2 separate regions of the Mus musculus genome follow, and region 1 is linked to region 2. Evidence: chromatin contacts called from public Micro-C data. All regions are on one chromosome and are shown on one strand. The core of a region is the stretch at or near the end of the contact, and the rest is flanking DNA. Distances in the headings are between cores, read along the strand shown.

Region 1 (3,738 bases), core at 46-2,545, 300 kb before region 2:
TATTTGCTTTTATAAGTAAAGAAGCCACAAGGAATTATTTATAGACAAAGGTTCCACTTCAAACTAAGAAACCTAGGTTCTGGTATCTAATAGGTTCTCACATATTTTCTGTGAGCATGTCATGATCTCTCAGCCATTCAACAAATCATTGGCATAAGTCTTCCATGGACTATGCACTTGCAATGTGGGCATTCAGTAGTGCACAGAAGAAACTACTGAAATTCCCAGAATTCAGAGGAGCTACAGCCATACTGTCTGCTTGCAGACAACCGAGCCTTTAGAACCTTTTATCTGTAGCAAGTTGTCCCAGCCCCTACGCATCCTACAAGTTTTAACAAACTTTTTTTAACACGTCTATATATTAAAGACCCATCAGACAGTTTTGTTTAAAACTTTAACTCTTTTATTTGTAATAGTGCTGAAGTTTGAGCACTACTCTTTTGCTTCTCAGGAGAGAGAGAGAGAGAGAGAGAGAGAGAGAGAGAGTAATATGTGTGAGAGTATATGTATGTATAAAAAAATGCGCTATTCAAATATGTTTTTGCAAATGAAATATAGTACTTTAGCAAAACAGTAACCTTTTGTCTGAATAGATGTTTTAGCCACCAAAATCTGAATTTTTCTTTCTCAGCTTCTTTGCTTTCTCATATTACACGCTCCTTTGCCTTACAGGATTTTTTTTTAATGCTCATAAAACTATGACCTTGTGTAAATTTCCCAGGAGACATGATTCTCAGCATTTTGTTGGATAAACATTTGGGTTTTTTTTTTTTTGTAACTACATGAACAAGCCAAACTGCACGTAGTCCAAAAAAATAATTCTGACTTTTTCATCACTCCCTTTATAAAAATAAAATAAAACAAAATAAATTTTAAAAATCCGAATCAAGGAATCCTAGAGCAGAGGTTGTGAAAGTATTTTAGTTTTATCTTTTGACCAGGAGAAACACTTTAAGCTTAGCACTTTTATTTTAGAAGTTTACACAGCATGTTCTCATTTGGGGGGGAGGGGTATTGAGGAAATGGTCATTAATAAGACAATCATGTTTTACAGTCTCAGGATGTATTTATTTGCTTCAATAGCATAAACCGGGAACTCATATATCTTAAGATCTCTTTAATGAGGCATCGTTACTACATTAAACTTTAGTGATTCTGCAGTGGTAACTAAGGAGACCATGGTGTGGTTTCAAATTATAAGTAATTAAATAAAAAGAAAACCCAGCCAGACTAGTGGCATTTCTACAAATTCCTTTGGGGATAGTCATTCGATCTCCTGTGACAGATCACTTCCTCGGGCCAGACAAATGAATTGGTTGTCCAGTTCAGACTCAGTAAAAATAATAGAGGAGAATATCCCAACCCATCCACCCTGTTATAATTGTCATCTGAGAAATTTGTCTTTTGTAATTTTGTGATTACAAACATTTGAATTTCATCATTACTATGAACAAAGACTGAATACTTAGAAAGGATGTGTTTTTCTCCTATACTTTTTGACCTTTAACTCTTCAGAGCCCAGAGAGGTGATTCGGTGGGTACAGTGCTTGATCGACAAGCATCAGGGTCTGAGTCTGGATCCCCATGTAGAAGCCAGGTGCAGCCAAACATCTGTAATCCAGTGTTGCTACCGAGAGGGGAAGCAGAGCAGAGTGAATCCCTGGAAGTTAAAGGGCCAGCTAGCACAGCTGCTTAGCCAATCATCTTGACTTTAGACAAAGCAAAGGCCAGGACTGACTTGCATATAACTATGCTTTGGCCCATACACGTTTCATTTGAGTTTTCTTTTATTATTATTAACTTTTATTTGTTATTTTGTTTATTTACATTTCAAATGCTATCCCTCCTCCCGGTTCCCCCTCCTCTCGAAAATCCCCACTCCACCCTCCTACCCCTGCCTCCACGAGAGTGCTCCCCCACCCACCCACCCACCCACCCACCCACCCACTCCAGTCCCAGCACCCTAGCATTCCCCTACACTGGGCCGTTGAGCCTCCACAGGACCAAGGGCTACCCCTTCCATTGATGCCTCATAAAGCCATCCTCTGTTACATATGCAGCTGGAGCCATGGGTCCCTCCATGTGTACTCCTTGGTTTGGTGGCTCAGTCCCTGGGAGCTCTGGGGATTCAGGTTGGTTGATGTTATCATTCTTCCTATGGGGTTGCAAACCCCTTCAGCTCCTTCAGTCCTTCCCCCAAATCCTCCATTGAGGACCCTGTGATCAGTCCGATGTTCGGCTCCAAGCATCCACATCTGCATACAAAAGGCTCTGACATAGCCTCTCAGGAGACATCTACATCAGGTTCCTGCCAGCAAGCATTTCCCAGCATCAGCAAGTGTCTAGGTTTGGTGGCTGCACATGGGATGGACCCCCAGGTGGGACAGTTCCTGGACAACTCCTCCCTCAGTCTCTGATCCACGCCTTGTCCCTGCGCTTCCTTTAAGACAGGAGAAATTCTGGTTAAAATTTTTTGAAGGGTGAGTGGCCCTATCCTTTAACCAGGGGCCATGGCTAACCTCTGGATATGGTCTCTACAGGTTCTCTTTCCCCTTTGTTGGGTATTTCAGCTTGAGTTTTCTTAATGCTTGTATATAGTCATATTATCTTATTCTTAATTTTGATAAATAATTACAATTTTAATTTTATGTTTTTAAATATTTCTTTTAAAGATTCTTTCAAAATACTTTATCTAAAATATTTTTTTTAAATATTTCTTAGCAAAACTTCTCCCCAGACTGTGTGACTTGGACAGTCACTTAGCTATTTCCTATTTCTTCTATAAAATAAGGATTAAATTACCTGACCATGTTAGTGTGAGGATATTGTAAGATAATGACAGTGGATTCCTTCTGAGAGATACAAAGGCCAAGAAACTGTAAGCTGCCGATGGTATTTCTGTGATCACTCAGTCATCGCCCCTGTCATCTGGAAATTGCAGTCAGCATAGCTGTGAAGGTAACATGGAACAAATACAGACCATGGAAGCACATAAGAAACTCCCCAGCACCAGAGCCACCAAACTCCAAGGGTAGGAGTGTGTGTAAACTAATCAACAACTAAAACTGTTAGCAGATTTGCTCATAATAGTATGGGTTGGTCAGATATATTGGGCAGTAAGCATTTCTTGGTCACGGCTGTCATTTCTGCCATATGTGTGGTACCACAGTTGAAGCACATTTTCCTTCTGAAAGCATTGTGAGGAATTGAAGCGCTATTGTTGGAGAAGAACGTATCAAACTCAACAGGCTATTTATCTCCTCCTAATTACTGTATCGTTGAGTGAGTATCAGGAAAAAGGCAAAAAATAAAAACTCATTGAATTACATCAATTACATAATTAATTTGGGCATAAGGATACCTAAACACTTTGCTAACAAGTCTGAATTATTTCAGTCTCATTTCTAGCTACATGTAAGAGAACAAAAATCTCGGTTTCTATTGTGTTATCATTTTTGAAGTTAATTTACTCAGATCAGGCATGTTGTGGACAGATATAAAAATATTTACTTTAAATAAAATTCACTAAACATTTTTCATTAGACAACTCTTATGGGTTACTGCATTTTTCATATAAAATATTTTAAAGCCCTCACAAAACTGAATCCTAGATTCAGTTGAAAGTCAGGCTCAGTGTTGTCTTTCTATCACTGTGATGAAACACCTTGACCAAAAGCAACTTTGGTGAAGAAAGTTGATTTCATCTTATCTTCCAGCTTATACTTCCATCACTGAGGA
Region 2 (3,590 bases), core at 774-3,273:
CTGTAACTGTTGTATGAAACCTGAGGTTTACATGCACATACATACATACATACATACATCTGCACTCAGATGTTACTGTTGTATCCATGCATGTTAATCTGTAAAGTGTATTTCTTGCTGTAGTTGTTAATCAAAATTAACGATTACTGGAATGAAAATTAAATCAATGGTTTAGCTACACAGTTATTTATTTACTGGAGGACCACACTGCCACAAAATAGGGTGGAACTTGGGGGAGATCCGTGAACGAAGTGGACAGACTTATTCTTGGAGCTTACAGAGAGGGCTCAGGGAACATACATGGTACACGCTGAAGAAGAAGGAAGACTAAGGGGCGTGGGTAGGGAGAAGCCAGGGATGCTGGATCAGTTGAGGGGCGGGTAGTATTGGGTGGCAGAGTGGGCATAGGTGGGGTGCAGTCAGCAGCCTGGCCTTAGAAGCTCCCCACAGGACTTCCCACTGGGAAGGGGATTCTCTGGGGCTGACTTAACAAATCACTTGGGACTTTACAAACTCCCAGGCCCTAGAGGAACACTTGAGTAACTAAATGATTCCAGAGACAAGGGCAGAGGGTCATCAGGCCCCTGCATTGGGGGTGAAGTGGGGGGATGGGGGAGGGCTGTGGCAAGCCTTTCCACCTGGCCTCCTACTTGGCAGGAACTTGGGGCTCTCTGATCATCCCTGAAGATAGCTGGCCGCTCACCTAGTTCAGAAAGTAAAGACCAGACCACACGAAGGAGAATATACAGGCTGGCTTGCTTTACTTAATGCCCCACGGTGGATTTGGGTCTGCCCAAAGCCCAGACTGAGTGATTACCCTGTCTCCCAAGAAGCTTCCAGAATATATGCCATAGATGCTTGGAATTTTCTTTTAGGCACCTGAGGGTAGGAATGCAGCCTCGCTGCTCTCAGAATCTTTCCTGTGATTAGATAACATTGGAGCTTAAAAAATATCAAGTAAGTATTCTATGTGACTTGGCCCTAGTTGGAATTCATCTTACATAGATAACTCCTGATAGCCAGAGTTGGCAGTTGTGTGTGTTTAACATTTATTCTTGCAGTTGTCAAGTGAAAGTCCTTAGTCTGCCTTTGAAGAAATGAAAATTTCAAAATTGGACTTTTTTTTCTTTGCATTTTTACAACCAATCAGCACATGGTTCTGGGGTACAAAAAGGGAGTATTTTAGGGGTGTACTTGAGTTAAGGAGGAAGTTGGTGAGGTGAAGATGGGGGTGTTTATTGAAGTCTAAAGAGAATACCAGCCCTGGATAGCCAGGGTATCCTGGGAACGGAGAGAGCTTCCAACTGGAGGCCTTTCAAGAGCTGAGAAGGCAAGCCAAGAGGCCAAGGTAGGAGAGCCCAAGGACTTGGCTAAGGGGTTGGATTGTCACTCAAAGATGATAGGAAGTTGTTGAGGAGTTCCAAGCAGCGTGGGACATAGGGAAGTATGTGGTGTGGGAAATCCACACTAGGTTCCCATAGAGCTTGCTGGAGGTAAGGATGGAGAGAGGTTTACTCAAAATCTGTTAGAGTCAAAGGGAGATTCAAGGACAAAAGAATATACTAGACCCTAGAATACACTAGTGACTGGAGAGAGACCATGCTGTGGGGAGATGCAGGGGAGTCAGTCCTGCCTACACGTACATTGCTTAGAGGGCTTTTATAAAAGAAGATGTCTGTGCTGTGGACTGGATGGTCTTTGGCATTTGTATAAAGTCTTTTCAAGACAGTGTTACCACTTCTCCAGGGTTAAGAATCATTCTGGTCCCTGATATTTTAACTACCTTACTCCTTTGTGGGCCAGGATGCTTCTGCAGATGACCCACCCATCCATGAGCCGCACCCTCTGGGTGAAGGTGGGCTGTTACCAAAGCCATTGTGTGCATTGCTGACCTCCTTGACCTAGCGGAGAGACAGATAAGCTGGCCGCTTTCTTCTTCCCTTTGGAAGGAATCTGTCAGCCAGGGCCAGGAAGGAATCTTGGTTTGGATTTGAAAGCCCCACCCCCACCCCTGTCTGCCCGTAGCTCTCTGTACACATGAACCTTTGCCCACACATCTGTCTTACTTCAGGACTTGCAAGGAATTGGGGGAAAGTGCCTGCGTTTTTCTTTTTGTAGCATTCTCTGATTCCTTGGCATTTCTTTGAAGGGAGAAATATGATGAGCAGGTATATGGGGAAAGAAGGAAAGAAATCCACATGTTCCCACTGGGGAAGTATTGCAGCCTGTTTAGACTTCTGGGCGACCGCTTGATCTGCTCAGAACAGCAGAGCTCAGCGGCAGGATGGCTGGCTAAGGGACCGTCTGCAGACTTAAGGTTAAGGTGTTGGGGGAGGAAGAAAGGGGCATCCCAGCCAGCCAGGAAATGTGTAAATACGGGCTAAGGGTTCCCAGCCATGCACAAAGGGTCTTAGCGCTCATTCATCTCATGTGCAGAGCTGTGACTGACCAGCGACTAAGCTGCTTCCAAGAAAAACTTCCCGTTTCCTCCTTAACCTGTTTGCCTGTCGATTGCTTAGCAGAACCCTTGTCTGCAAGCTTCATTGTGTCGCCATTGTACTTTCAAGTCTCCGGAGGCCTTTCTGTTTTAAACCCATCATCCTCGCTGCTCTCAAAGCACCATCCACCTGCACTCAAGGTCTACCCTGGAGCCAGGTGGAAGTGTTGCTAGAGAGCAGGGGGAGATGCTAAGGTCCTGGCGCACAGGCTTCTGGTGGTGGGCTCTGAGATTTAGTACGCATGCGTACAGGCGTGCGCGCGTACACGCCTATGTTCGTGCTGTGGTATGTATGCAGAGGTCAGAGTACAGCTTCCAGGTCTCTCCTAGGCTCCAGGACTGAACTGCACTGATCAGATTTGTGCAAGAACACCATGTATCCACCTAGCTACCTCCCGGGCTCATTTTCAATATCTTAAACTTTTTCACTGCTACAGTTTTTTTTTTTTCCCTCCAAAAGGAAAAGTCTACTCTATTCCAAAGAAACTAGCGTTCTATGTGGCCCTGTTCCCTCACTCACCTGCGACATTAAGCTCATTTTTTTGAAGAAAGGTGGTTAAACACTTCCATCTGTGTTTTAGGATCATTTCTCTTGAGGGTGATGTGAGCAGATATTAGGATCAGTGTGGGGAAATGAACTAGTGTTTGGTGTTCCCAGGAGTCTCAGTCGTCTACCTGTCTGCCTGGGTTTTTGCATGGGTGCTGGGATTTGAACTCAGAACCTCTCGCTTGCAGAGTGAATGTTCTCACCCACAGAGCCATCCCCCCAGACCACACCATTTCTTTTCTAACCGAGCAGCCCTAGAAGTGACTGTGTGGTGTCAGTTTAGGCTTGAATGAGAACATGACATTTTCTTAATGATATAAAATAACAGAGAGGCACAGGCCAGCCAACAACTGAGACTCAGGCCAGCCTCAGATGTCCTTGATTGGGACCTTAATGGATTAATGTCTGTGAAAAGTTCTTGTGGTATGTAAAGGATTACGTTTATACATGTAAAGATGGTTTGGAAAAAAATATCCTGCCTCTTTCACATACCTTTCAACATGAAGCCGCTTTAGTAAGAATATTGGGAACATGTGTAAATAGGTC

The links. Hi-C and Micro-C count contacts between places; a contact is called where the count stands out from the background.
Region 1: a contact with region 2 is called in a Micro-C map of brown adipocytes, with 2.6 times the contacts expected there. The contact joins two enhancer-like sites. A contact is called at or near these places in 5 of 484 Hi-C or Micro-C datasets (adipose-derived mesenchymal stem cells, brown adipocytes, cerebral cortex and 1 more) and 1 of 115 datasets of contacts at active chromatin or transcription factors (fibro-adipogenic progenitors).

Annotation. Positions count from the first base shown.
Region 1 is chr8:36,896,723-36,900,460 of GRCm38.p6, reverse strand. All of the region lies in intron 2 of Dlc1 (deleted in liver cancer 1), which reads left to right. Among named protein-coding and RNA genes, the nearest start is that of Dlc1, 54 kb to the left of the region's middle. Within about 2 kb of position 1,295, at least 28 of the 459 cell types and tissues checked have an H3K27ac peak or open chromatin away from gene starts, as enhancers often do. A contact at or near this core is called in brown adipocytes, where this site is marked.
Region 2 is chr8:36,602,149-36,605,738 of GRCm38.p6, reverse strand. The region is part of intron 5 of Dlc1 (deleted in liver cancer 1); the gene reads left to right. Among named protein-coding and RNA genes, the nearest start is that of Trmt9b, 150 kb to the right of the region's middle. Within about 2 kb of position 2,023, at least 43 of the 459 cell types and tissues checked have an H3K27ac peak or open chromatin away from gene starts, as enhancers often do. A contact at or near this core is called in brown adipocytes, where this site is marked.